Regions from separate parts of the Mus musculus genome. Here region 1 is linked to region 2. Evidence: chromatin contacts called from public HiChIP or PLAC-seq data. All regions are on one chromosome and are shown on one strand. The core of a region is the stretch at or near the end of the contact, and the rest is flanking DNA. Distances in the headings are between cores, read along the strand shown. Region 1 overlaps Msi2 (musashi RNA-binding protein 2). Region 2 holds the start of Mtmr4 (myotubularin related protein 4).

Region 1 (6,785 bases), core at 645-3,144, 1.0 Mb after region 2:
CTGCCTGGTTTTAATGGCTCTGCTCCCCACCCCTTGAGCCCCTGGCCTCCACAACCACTGGGAAGTCCAGTCATCTGGAACCCACCCAATCCTGTATGCTGTCACTATTTCAACATGCTCAGAGCCGCACCCGCAGGACTAGAAAGTCAAACCACTCTGGAAGCAACGGTGCACTTCCACGGCTATTCCCTCGCTAAGGCTTTCTCTCCAGTCCTCGCTGGATAGCCAGGCTTGCCCAACCTTTTCACAATGACGTTGTCACCTGCAGAGTTCATGCTTGAGAACCTTGCAGATGAGTTAACCTTAACCCACCAAGAGAAAAAAATAATAATTCCATGTGTGAAACAGGTTTATGATTTGGTGCTGGGTGCCACTCATAATATCCTGGTCTACGTGCAGCCACATATAGCACCTGAGCCCACAGGGTGGACACCCCTGTGACCACAGCGAAATACTTCAGACAGCCTCCTACTGACCTACCTGACCAGAACATGTCTGGAAGGGTGCTAGTCACCCGCAGCCAAGGACTTAAGTGTGACGCACCCAGCCACCATCTCCAAAAGTTTGACCTTCTATCTAGTTTTCTCTTCCTCCTCCTCCCATAAGCCTTGTCTTTAATTTAATCGTGCTTGAGGTTTGCAAATAACGCTCCCGGCCCAGCAAGGATACATTAACCAGATTAAACTCGAACCCCATGTTGTAAGACACCACATACTAGGCACCCAGTGGCCAACAGTCCCATCTGTACAGGAATGTTCAGGAGCACCTAGAAGTCTCACTTGAGGGGGTAGAGGTCTGGAAACCAACATAATCACCCTACAGTATTCGGGGACTTGTGTCCTAGCTGCCAAGTCTACCCTAAAGCACATGACAGATGCCAACAGTTCACAGAATGAATGTTAAACGGAATCCCTGGGAGGTCTGGGATAACCATCCTTTGAAAGTCTGGACTTTGAAAAGCAATGTAGAATCTACAGACTGAACACACGCGGCATTGTCTGATCTCGGAAGCTAACCAGGCTGGGCCACGGTTAGTAATTGGATAGGAGAAGCAATGTAGGATCCTCCCATAGTGTTAAGGAAACTGACCTAGAAAAAAAGTACAGGGCAAACAGAACCAAAACAATACACTATACTGAATTCCTAACTATGTGATAATGTTTCAGGATAGAAGTCCAGGGGATTGATGGGAAAGCTTTTTAACTGGGCCTGGATCTAGACCTGGACCTGAACTTCTGTTTGCCCGGGTTTGAGCTATGTTACTACACATGACTTATGTTAATGGCTACAGAACAACAATGGTTACTGCAAGCAGCTTATCTTAAAACAATATAAATCAGTACCGCCACCCTATGACAAGACAGTTCCCATATAACTTTGTCTTTTATATTCTCTAGCTGATTAATTGGGGGGTGCTTTTCCTTCCCTCGTCTGTGTACACAGTTTCTGTTGGGGGTGCTCCCCCTGTTTGCTAGTCTACCATATATGGCTGTAACACAGGAGGCTCCAGCCTATTTCTTATCATCCGGTCCCTTACTCCAGTGCTGGCGTGGTGAACTGGTTGGTACCCTTACCCATGCCATCAGCCTCCCCACGGGCCTCTCTGTTATGTAAGATTTGAAAACTGGAGATCCCTCTTCAGGATTGCCCTGCAGCTTGGTTCAGAAGGGGAAGTGGCTTGTTCTGGGCTTTGTTTCCCCTGGCAGCGGAGGGGGGTGGGGGTGTGTGTCGGGGAGGTGTTTGGCTATTTCAGTAGCAATATCCTGTGTCGCCGAAGAATCTATTTTTCTGGAATGTTTGAAGCAGGGTTGTGGCAGCAATGGAGGCTTCCTGATTGAGATGGCATGGTGGCCTCTGCTCCAGACTCGGCAGCTGTGGCAGGCCCTCTCTGACTCAGAAGGACTTCCTGATGCCCGGGGAGTGGTAGCTACCTGCAGTCCCAGACCTGCTGCAGGGCTCTGAACACAGAGCCTGGAGCTTTCTCTACACCTCCTAATGTTTTCTACAGGTATTTTCCCATTCCTCAACACATTCCTTACTGGCTTAAAACTGGATAGGATCAGGCTCAGCTCTCTGAAACCAGACCAAAATACTGTCTCTGTTCTTGTGTTAAAAACAGATCATTATCTCGCTCAAAAAGACATAGAGCAGAGCCTGACATTTCAGTTTTGGTTCTCTTCTCGCTAGCTGCCTGACCTGGGACAGGCTAGTGCTAATGTTTACTGGGGCTCAGCTTTCTCACCTAGAAAATGAAATAGAGAAACAAGACAAGGCCCAAGGTCCCTAACTCTGCTTAACACTGGCTGACTGTAAACCCTGTGTCCTACTCCGAATTCTGTCTTGGTTTCGTTTCGTCTTTTTTATTTTTTTATTTTTTGCAATCAGCTAATCAATATGCACTATATATTCAGAAAAACTGTCCTCATTCTTGAGCAAACAATTGCAAACTATGATCTGAAACATGCCCTCACCTGGAACTGAATGTGGCCTATGAAAGAAAGGACCCACAATGATAAGAGTACGCAGGCAGGGTGAAGAATCGCTGGTGTTCCTCTAGAAACAGGTAGCAATACTGGTTTCGGTCTCGTTTATATTTTTAACATCAGAAAGTACCTGTTGCTTCTTTGTATGATGAAATAAATAGAGAACAGGTGTGGTGTGCTTTTCTGTTTATCCGAACCTACTAAGAACAGAGCTGCAGGGGGATGGGAACACGCTGATAAGCTTGCTGGTAGTGAATACGAAGGGGGGGGGGGGCCAGTTATGAGGATTGGGGTGGGGCTTCCCTCAGCTCCCCACTCTCCTCTTCCCACACCCATGTAAGAGCTTTCTCAGGACAGTTACACTGTAAATTATGATTCAGAGGAAAGCTATTTCCAGCCACGAACTTGGGTAAATGTTAACCATGTAAGCTGCTTAGGCAAGTAAGTAGGTTAGTGTTCAGAAGTTAGGTAGGTCAACAAGCCCCAGAGAGAGGCTACCAAACACACTGAAGAACAAAATGTGGAAAGTCAGGGCCAAGTGGACCAAGAAACTCAAGGCTGAAAACTCAGCCTTGCCTAATCAAGTAGCTCTGGGTCTTTTTCTGATTTTTGTTTTCCCCCAGTGCTAGGAATCAAACCTATAGCCTATAATGCATGTCAGGCAAATGTTCTACCATTAACCCTTTTATTTTTAGAAATACTCGTTGATATTTTTAAAAAGCTAAGTTCTATGCTGGCTAGTTTGTTGTTAGTCTGTTTGGTTTTTTGGTTTTGTAAACTTGACACATGCTAGGATCATCTGGGAGGGAAGACTATTAAATTAAGAAAATGCTTCCATAGGACTGGCCTGTGCGCAGGTCTGTAGGACATTTTCTAAGGTCACTGGGCTGGTGGTGGTCCTGGGTCTCTAAGGAAGCAGGCTGAGCAAGCCATGGAGAGCAAGCCAGGAGGCAGCATCCCACCATTCATGGCCTCAGCGTCGGCTCCTGCCTCCAGGTTCCTGCCCTGTCTGAGTCCCTGTCCTGACTTCTCTCAGTGATGGACTGTGACCTGATGAAGTATGAGCTGAAATAGACCCTTTCCTCCCAAACTGTTTTCTGCCATAGTGTTTTATCACAGCAATAGAAACGCTAATCAAGCAAAGCTAATATCCCAGATTTATGTTGAGAGTATAAAATAGCTCCTTTTTCCCTAGGGGAAGAATATGATCTGAAAATATATATTTAAATATATATTTATATTTAAATATATATTATATTATATATAATATAAACACACATATTATGGATATTTAGGGTTTTTTTTGGGGGGGGGGTCGAGACAGAGTTTCTCTGTATAGCCCTGGCTGTCCTGGAACTCACTCTGTAGACCAGGCTGGCCTTGAACACAGAAATTCTCCTGCCTCTGCCTCCCCAAGTGCTGGGATTAAAGGTGTGCGCCACCAATGCCCGGCAGGATGTTTAGATTTTTAAAATATCACATATTAGTGGTCATATAATTCTATTACCCACTCATACTGCATGTACACACATACATAAAAGCATCTCTAATATATTCACAGTGGCCAGCATGGTGGCTGAGGCAGGAGAATTACTTCAAATTCAAGGCCAGCCTGACCTACTTAGTGAGATTCACAGCAGCCAGGGTAACATAGTAAGACCTGTCTCAAAAACAAATGAACAAATTAGCCATAGTCTTCAACCCCAGTCATGTCACCTGATATACATACTATAAAAGGTGACAGGTATGTGAGTATATTGATATACCAGTGTTATTTGTAAGAAACTGTTAACAAGTTAACCATTCAGTAACAGGAGTTGACCCCACCAAGTATAATCAAGTATAATTCTAAATTGCTATACCATTGAGACAGTAAAAACTTTGTCTTTAGAAAATGGTGAATGGGGCTGGAGGAATGACTCAGCGGTTAAGAGCACTGACTGCTCTTCCAGAGGTCATGAGTTCAATTCCCAGCAACCACATGGTGGCTCACAATAATCTCTAATGGGATCTGATGCCTTCTTCTGGTGTGTCTGAAGACAGATATAGTGTACTCATATAAATAAAATAAATCTGAAAGAAAGAAAGAAGGAAGGAAGGAAGGAAGGAAGGAAGGAAGGAAGGAAGGAAGGAAGGAAGGAAGGAAGGAAGGAAGGGAAGAAAGAAAATGGTGAATGATATGCAGAAAGGTTCATGATACAGTTATGAAAACAAACCAGCAAATGACGTGTGACCAAGCATGAATGCATGTACAGATACACATATATCCATTTCTTTTTTTTGTCTTGACAAAAAGAAAGAAAATGCATAAAAGCCTTAAGAATGGTCGTGTAGAAATGGTAAATGGAGGGACTAAGGGCATTTTACTTTTAATACTGATGGCTTCTCAAAGTTTCCCACATGTTTCTGTAATTGGGAAGAGGGCAGGAGCAGTAGTCAATGTTCTAAGTAAACAAGCCGTAGGAGGCTCTCTGCTCTGTAAATGTCGAGACTGGATTCGAGCATGTTCTCCCCCTCGTCGATGGAACTTGTAATGTGACCCCATCCGCCGTAGGAATGAAGCAGACATTACGCACTTAGCGCATTTGTAGGCACGAGTGGTGCGTTAAGCTGTTTTTTAATTAATTAATTTGAGTCATGAGCATTTGAAAGTGACTATTTTATGGAGCTGAAATTTACATTTATCTCCCATTTTAAAGCCCATTTAGCAAATTAAGAAAGGAAACGGCAACACTCGGGGAAGTTACCGAGCCTACCCGCGTGCATCGTGTGAGAGCAGCTCCGTTGTGGCGCACTCGAACAGGGCTGTTCTGCAAGACCTCTAGAAAATAGCAAGCGCTGTACAAAAGCCTCTGTGAAATACTGTTTTCATCAACAGCCTGGCTGCCTGTGTCTCCATTGTGAGACATCACTGAGGCCCAGACAGCTCAGTGATCAAGAGCTCTGCCAGAGGTCCCAAGTTCAACTCCCAGCAACCACATGGTAGCTCACAACCATCTTTAATGGGATCCGATGTCCTCTTCTGATGTGTCTAAAGACAGCTACAGTGTACTCATATACATAAATAAATCTTTAAAACAAAAACCTGTGTTAAAACCCCTCATAAGCATGGAGAGGGTACTCAACCATCACCCAGTGTTATAGGGGTCTCAAATCAGAGCAGGTGGTCAGGGGAGACTTCTGAGAACCCACGCCTAGACCTTGATCTCAGAAAGAGGAAAAAAAAATACACTAAAGAGCAACCAACACACTAAAGAGCAACCAAGACAGGGGCCGGGGCCAGGGCCAGAGCTGGGGCCAGGATTGGGGGCGGGGGGGGGGGGGTGGTCATCACTGCAAACCGAAAGCATTCATCAGAGCCCTTTCTCCCACTGGAATGCTGGGATACTAAGACCGGTCGTTCTTTCAACAGGAAAGAAAAGCGTAGGCCAACTCTTGCTGGCTCGCTCTGCTCCTTCGGCACAGTTTACTGAAGCGTGTGAGGCTCTGCCTAACATTTAGGATATTTTGATTTAAAATGCAAACAGCAACACTGATAAAGATCGTGGCGCCAAAGCGGGCCCTCGAAGGAAAGGGCACACTAACTCCCCTCCTTCTAACCCTGGATCTCACAGCTACCTAAGCTGACGGCTTGAAATTAACTCATTCAGTTAATAATTCAAAGCCATGGGCTGGACAAGTTTTAACGCCTCAATGTTGGTTTATAATTAACCCAGACCGTGGTGTTCTTAGGTGTTTGATTTTTAATTAGTCTATTGATTAATCAGTCTGGTTAACAATTATTTATTTCTGGGGCCCTTTACTGTCTTCTATTCTTGTTAAGGGAGGGTGAGGGTTACCCTGGCTCCTTTCTCCTCTGAACCCCTCCAGATCACAGTCCCATCATTCTCTAGGGACACTGTAGATACAGTATTGAGACCAGAAAGGAAGCCTGCCCAGCCTGACACAAATGAAGGTACCCCCCCTTTTGTTCATCTGTTATCCTTGGTATCAGATTCTGCTCGCAGGAGCACATGAAATGAAGGAACTCACAGAATGGCACCCTACCCAGGCACAGGCTGGGCCCTCTCATCCCTTCCTTCCCAGTTCAGAGCTAATTGACATCTTGTGTGAGCATTGCATCATGTCCCTTTGCAAAGCCAGAAGCAACTGAGAAGGTGCTACACGCCCCTGCCCCCCCCCCATCTCTCGGGGGACTAACCCAAAACAAATTACTCAGTAATGGGAGGGCCCCTCTCTCTGGCAGAGGCCCACATGTCTGTCTGTTCAGCAGTTTCTTGCCTGCTCTATTTGTAGGGGTTG
Region 2 (7,010 bases), core at 4,496-6,995:
AGCTATTTCTACATCATCTGTTTGATTTGAAAATAATCCAGAATGACACCTATGTGTTTTAGCAATGGGAACTGCAGGGCCAGCAACAAGATTTGTGGGTCCCCATGTTTGTAATTTTAAGAATTTCGCTGGGCAGTGGTGGCACACACCTTTAATCCTAGCACTTGGGAGGCAGAGCCAGGCGGGCTTCTGAGTTCGAAGCCAGCCTGGTCTACAAAGTGAGTTCCAGGACACCCTGTCTCGAAAAACCAAAAAAAAAAAAAAAAAAAAAAAATCAATATGATAGCAGAGGAACATCAGACCAAGCGTGGCCTTCCTGAGTGCAGATTCCCATGTGACTGCACAGGCTGTATATCCATGGTGCTAACCCTGAGTAACTGTCTTACTGACTAACCAGACCCTCTCACAGGCCTTTCTAAACCCTCATCACCTGCTTTTTCGTCACACCATGATGGCTGTCCTCACAGAGAACTGGCTCAGCGTCAGCTTTGTGTGAGCCTTGACTGAGTGGCCATCTCTGACGTTGGTGCTCCAGCACGGTGCTATTTGTGGGTCATGGTCCTGTGGTTTCCATCAGTGTCTCGGATGGACCGAGGATGACCATGTGGTCACGTCGTCCCTGCTCTAGCAGTATGCCTCAGCAGACAGTTTGTCCAGAAATTCCAATCCCAACTAGTACCTGCTTTCCACTGGAGAAGGTACCACTTTCAGCCCACTTACCTTCTTTTCCTTTTAATAAATAATTTCCATTTCAGTAAGAATTCCCTGTCGGTAGTAATAGTTCCCAGATAATTTTACTTTACTGTTTACAGTGTACCTCCATAGGTACTAAGTTAGTCAACTAGGAGGAATAAATGGAACACAAACATATGCAAAGGTGGGCATTTTTAGGGATTCGGAACATATCCTCATCCCTGAGGCATACACCCTGGTGGGAGTGAGGGAGCAGAAGGAGAGAGAGCCATTTTGTAGCAAGTTGTGACAGTTAGGTAAGGAATGGGTGAGTCAGGCCCTGTGCAGTTACTGCGTCAGTCACGGAGTATCTGGTAGAGGATCTGGAGGAAGTCTCTCAGAGGATTCTGATTTCTTTATGTATAAAATGAGAGTTCTGAGCTCCAAGTACTGATGTCACAGTAGTGATCATTAAACTAGGTAACAGAAGAGCAAAAGGCCTAAAAAGTGAAGTTCTTAAAACACGCATGCACACACACATACATGCACATATACACATGCACACAGACACACACACACGGAGGGGGGCACTGTTGAACTGTGAGGACAGACTTGGAGAAACACATCATTAGGTGGTTTCATCATTGAATGAACATCATAGAGTCTATTAACACAGAGCCAGATGTTGTAGATCCTTACTGGACATGATCTCTCAAGGGACAAGAGACCAAACATAAGACAAATGAGGCTGCTGTTGGCCTACAGCAGTTGTTTTACAATAAACACTTTTCATCAGTAGAAAGCATATATTATAGTGCATTATAGTGAATGAAGTGACAGCCATTTGGCATCCCTATTAAGTGATACTTTTTTGTGTGTGTGCTAGAGTTTAAAAATATTTTTTATTAATGTGTTGTCAGGGTGAATGGTGTGTTTGTGCTGGGGCATGCCTATGGAGATAAGAGAAAAACACTGTGAACCAGTTTTCTCCCTTCACCTGTGTTCCTGGGATTGCCCACGCGTCTTGTAGGCAAGCATTCTTAGCAAGTGAGGGCTCTCATCAGCTACGTGCTGTTTTCTGTGCCTGGTGGCACACGTGAGGCACTCACGGGCGTTATGATGTTAGAGTGGCATTGTCTGAGCTCAGTTATCTTGTGGGGCTAATGAAATATGTGGATCTCAAGGTTGATTGAAACACTGCTTCATGGTGGACGACTGTGGAGTAATATCCATATGGCTATACAGTGGAGAGCACTGTACTACATTGCCATAGTCAGAGACACCATCATGGGAGAACTGGCTCTTGGGTAAGAACGACAAGAGGGTCTGGAGAGGCAGAGGCTCTGAGGCTGGACCATGAATCCAGACTTTCCCTGGTTTCTAACTGGTGCTCATCTGCTGCCCCTTGGCTGTCCTTTGCCTTGTCACCCTCAGTCCCTTTTGCTCCTCAAACTAGTATTTATTAAACTACCTGTGTACCTGTGTCATTTTCTCTCAAGACCCGAAACCCTCCCATCCTACTCAGGTGTCTCCCTGGACAAGGAGGAAAGCAAAACATGGCTCAGGCCAGACTTTCCCAGGCAGCCCCCACTCCCAGTCTCTCTGCTTGTCTCTCCTTGCCCCAGCTGGAAGCCTGTGGCCGAATACATCGACCAGCAGTTTGAGCAGTACTTCCGAGACGAGAGTGGCCTGAACCGCAAGAACATCCAGGACAACCGGGTGCACTGCTGCCTGTACTTCATCTCCCCGTTTGGCCACGGGTATGGTCTGAGCCTGAGGCTCCTGGGACCACTGGGGTCTACTAAGGGAACAGGCCGAGTAGCACCACAGGGCAGGGCTACCACTAGCGGGTGGTCACTGATTCCTGTTCCCCAGGCTCCGGCCATTGGATGTTGAATTCATGAAGGCCCTGCATCAGCGGGTCAACATTGTGCCTATCTTGGCTAAGGCGGACACACTGACGCCTCCTGAAGTGGACCGAAAGAAATGCAAAGTGAGGGAGGCTAGTGGAGGGAGGGGGCCAGGTGGGCGTCTAGAAAGGATGGGGTACCCAGAACTGTGGACCCCTCATCTGTTTGCCAGATCCGGGAGGAGATCGAGCACTTTGGAATCAAGATCTATCAGTTCCCAGACTGTGATTCCGATGAGGACGAGGACTTCAAATTACAGGACCAAGCCCTAAAGGTGGGGCCACCCTAGGGCCTCCCCTCCCTATCTTGTTTCTGCTGAGCAGAAGAGGGGAGGAGGATTCTATACAAGGACAGACTGTTGGGGTGGAAGAGGACCCTGTCATCTTAGAGCAAAGCAGAAGACCCAAGTGGAGAGGGACAGGGGATGGAACAAGGATGCTGACAGGCCACTGTACCTTCTCTTAGGAAAGCATCCCATTTGCGGTGATTGGCAGCAACACTGTGGTAGAAGCCAGGGGGCGGAGAGTTCGAGGCCGCCTCTACCCTTGGGGCATCGTGGAAGGTAAAGCTCTGAGCTTGGGACCAGAGTCCCCTTGCCCTTAGGAATTCTTCTTTACCTCTGACCCTGGCTGACTCCTAGCCTTGCCATGCAGTGGAAAACCCAGGTCACTGCGACTTTGTCAAGTTGAGGACGATGCTGGTGCGTACCCACATGCAGGACCTAAAGGATGTGACCCGAGAGACACACTACGAGAACTACAGGGCACAGTGTATCCAGAGCATGACCCGGCTAGTAGTGAAGGAACGGAATCGCAAGTATGACCAGGAGCCAGGACAAAGCTGGCCAGGGGAATCCCAAGTCCTCCCCTTATTACTCTGCAGGCCCCAGGCTTCACTCAAGTTGGTGCTGGGGTCCCCCCAACCTTACTACCCTCCTTTCCCCCTCCCTTCAGCAAACTGACAAGAGAGAGTGGTACTGACTTCCCTATCCCTGCTGTCCCACCAGGGACAGATCCAGAAACTGAGAAGCTAATCCGGGAGAAAGACGAAGAGGTGAGAGCAATACAATGCAGATGTCAGTCTGGGAAGTCCTCCGTTTGATAAGCCTCATTATCTCTTGGCTTGGGAATAGAAGGACCTATCCTTATGCTCTGGTACATAGGTGGGATGTTGAGTGGTTCTGCCATTTCCATCATACATAAGGGCCACCAAAGTCCCAGACTCAAGGGATTAGAATCTGGGGACACTTCTTCAATACAGTCAGACTCTTCCTATCAAACACCTTGCATTGATGATGTATGTGCCTGTTTCAGCTGCGGCGGATGCAGGAGATGTTACACAAAATCCAAAGACAGATGAAGGAGACTCACTAACTGGCTTTTGGACCTGAATATTTAAATCTCTTCTTCCTGCCTATGCCAGCCTCTATTCCCTGCATCAGCTCTGCTCAGGACCCCCCGCAGCTCCTACCAGTTCGCCTTATATCCCTGCTGACTTCTCAAGAGACTCAGAGGAAATAAACTAACCTATATGTGGCTTCAGGTGTCTCTGTATTTTTACCATTTCCTGGAAACATAGCTCCTATGACTAGTTTGAAAGGCTGATGGAAAGGGTACTGGTTTCTGGCTTTTAGTAGGAAACAGAAAGGGGGAAATTTCCCTTTCGCTTATAGAGTTCACTCAGCTTACAACATAGCTTGTCCTATTGACCATTTCTACTCTGGCTCCACTTTCTGAGCCTCAAGCCTCCATGTTTCCCGTATACAATACCTTCATTTTGTAGCTGCTCTTGGGAAAAACAAGGTATTAACTACCTGGCAACCTCTGATTTCCGCCTTTCCCCAGATTTGGGTAAATAGATATGCAGAATTAAGCTCCAAATTCCAGGAAGCTTGTGGTACAGTGCTGAACAAATTCTGAAGGTCCTGTAATTAGAGTGCTGGGACATAGGGAAAAACAAAATGCCATAGTCTCCAAGGAGCTCAGTATCACGCATGCGCTAGGTTAGACCCGGGTTCTAGACCCTGTAACTAAAACAGTGAACTCAGGAGAGATTTCTGTTTTCCTATGACTTAGTAACTGTAAGTACTTCAGAAACCAAGACGTGAGGACACTAGCCTAGGATCTCAGGGCCTAGACCCACTCCAGGACTCGGACTATCCGCCGAGAATAGGACTCTTTGCCACTTCAGTTTGGTTAGTAGTGGCGCGGATCACGGAGACCTCCAGCGTTACTGGTGACCTGCGTCCCGGTGCTGGCTCCAGGCGCTTCAGTCTTGTCCCTCTACCCCTTTTACAGACTAAGAAGCCGCAGCTAGCTAATGGCAGTCAGACCCAGTTTTTCTCTCTTGGCTGAGAGACTCTGGACTGGCGGCAATGCAGGTCTCGAAGGACGGCAAGGTTGGTCGGTCGTTAACAACCAGTCCAGATACGCAAAGGGAACCGCCAGCGCTGCCAGTCCGAGAGCTCCTTCCTCCCAGGCCTTCTAGGAGGGTCTTTCACGTTTTCCATTCCTGTGGCTTCAGCAGTTCCCGAACCCAGCTCTTCTCTTTCGCAGACAAAAAAAAAAAAAAAAAATCCAGGATTTTCTTTTCCATCGACCGGGCGACGAAACACGAGAGTGATGGAACCGAGAGTTTGGGAAGGGACCTTCCCCTTTCCTAGCCGGCATGCTACCCTTCCTTTCTCGCATTACTGGAGCAAAACAGAAACACCACTGGGTTAAAACGCTGAGCCACCGCGAGGTCATTTGCGAACTACCTCTCGGGCGGGGTCGTCACCGGAAGTGACTGCTACCATTCCCTGCAATGTCCCGCCCCCCAGTTGCGCTACCAGTAGGCGACGGGCGGCCGTACTTCCTGTCCCCGGAGCCCTAGGCTGCGACCCCTCTTACTCCTCTCCCATTGGCTGCCAGAGGGACGCGCTGTGATTTCCTATTGGTCGTGTCTGCTCTCTGGCGCCAAGCCTCCTCCCTCCGGGTACTGTCTGGTCTCCGGGTGCCGGATAGGTTACAAGCTGAGAGGGCGTCTGCCCACTGGACCAGTGAGCAGCGTGGAGAGTGAGGGCGGCGGCTGCGTGGTGAGGCAGGGCGGGACTTCGCGTGGCTATTGGCCAGGGCGGGTAGAGGCTAGAGATACGATTGGTTGGGGACAAGGGACCGTGGTGGGGTTCGAGCTGCGCGGCCTCAGCAGCTGCGGGAGACGGAAGTGGTGAGAGCGCGGCTTTGGAGGGTCGGGCGGACGCCGCCTGGGTGAGTCACTGTACCCCGTGCACTGCCAGCCTGGGAACCACAACGACCAAGTCCTGCCCGGCCCTCGCCGGCTCTCTTGAGTCCCGCCCTCTGTCATTTGGGGCTCCGCCTCCGAGGCCTTGGCCCCGCCCCTAAAACCTGGGCACCTGGATCTCCTGGCTGCTTAGCCCATCCTCCCCCACCCCCCACCCTAAGACCAGAGTCCCTAACTGTGAGAACCCTGGGCCTCCTAGGCCTGGTCCTTGTCGCTCCCTTCCTCTCTCTGTTTCTCAGGCCGCGAGCCAGGGAGCCGTGAGGCAGCACCTCCGGCTGGCCGCTTGCGGGCTCCCCCGTGAGGGAGGGAAGGTTGGTAGGATCACAATGGAGGCTTTAATCGCCGTAGCCTCCTATGGGGCTCTGCTGCACACCCCTCGAGCATACCAAACATGAAGGAGTGTCGGTGAAATTCAGACCTGGCTCCCTAAGTGGGCCCAGGAGGCCTTAACTTGAAATCCTTGTTAATTCGACCCATTTGACAGATGTTGTCTCCCAGGCCGGACTGGCCTAATTCTGCTCCTGTTGTGTGGCCTCCTCCCTCAAACCTTCACCTACTTGGTCTCAAGTATGCTCAGCAGGACCGGGCCAACCCTGCTGCTCTTTTATCACAGGTTGTGGTCCTCTCCCTCTTGTCCTCTGCTCTGGACTCTGCCCCCAGTAACAGGTCAGGTGGGTGCTACTCCTAGACTCAGAGACTGGCCGAACTGCCCTGTGGATTCATGCCCCTACCAGGGCCAAAAGTGAGTCCCAGTTGGGCAGTCTTTGTCTCTTCAGAGTTGGAATTTCTTCTCTTTTGTAGAGAGCAGGGTTTGGAGTGCTCTACTGCTGGGTGTGGGGATCAGAACGTTTGAGTTCTGCTGAGTAAGCTAGGATGATACTTAGCCTTGCTCAGGAACTTTTGTGGTGGAATTCTCACCGGGCAGGGTCACTTGTTGCTTCTTCCATTGCCTGACTGGTGTGGTGACTTTTTGAGACGCCGGATCCTCTGTGGTGGAGGAAAATGAGTTGCAGAGAAGTTCAGGGGTAGACCCGTGTGACAATCGTTGATTCTATGGTGATGTTAATGACCGTGCACTTTCCTCTTGTGTTCTGTCTCCTTTAGTGACGAGCAGGAGCAGGCAGCCAGGACCCTCGCCAAGGTAGA

Evidence for each region. HiChIP or PLAC-seq counts read pairs in DNA pulled down with a chosen protein or histone mark.
Region 1: a FOXA1 HiChIP or PLAC-seq map of pancreatic cancer cells shows a contact between it and region 2. The contact joins the enhancer-like site here to the promoter of Mtmr4 in region 2. A contact is called at or near these places in 4 of 39 promoter capture datasets (hippocampal neurons, liver and pre-B cells), 1 of 115 datasets of contacts at active chromatin or transcription factors (pancreatic cancer cells) and 1 of 9 other capture datasets (liver).

What each region holds. Positions count from the first base shown.
Region 1 is chr11:88,612,262-88,619,046 of GRCm38.p6, forward strand. All of the region lies in intron 5 of Msi2 (musashi RNA-binding protein 2), which reads right to left. Among named protein-coding and RNA genes, the nearest start is that of 0610039H22Rik, 3.6 kb to the right of the region's middle. Within about 2 kb of position 1,895, at least 148 of the 459 cell types and tissues checked have an H3K27ac peak or open chromatin away from gene starts, as enhancers often do. A contact at or near this core is called in pancreatic cancer cells, where this site is marked.
Region 2 is chr11:87,586,421-87,593,430 of GRCm38.p6, forward strand. Mtmr4 (myotubularin related protein 4) reads left to right here and starts at 5,746. Exons shown (of 19, transcript NM_133215.2): 1 at 5,746-5,830; 2 at 6,969-7,010. Septin4 (septin 4) reads left to right here. Exons shown (of 14, transcript NM_001368775.1): 8 at 2,298-2,432; 9 at 2,548-2,665; 10 at 2,755-2,856; 11 at 3,048-3,144; 12 at 3,236-3,398; 13 at 3,589-3,635; 14 at 3,896-4,123. The coding sequence ends at 3,607.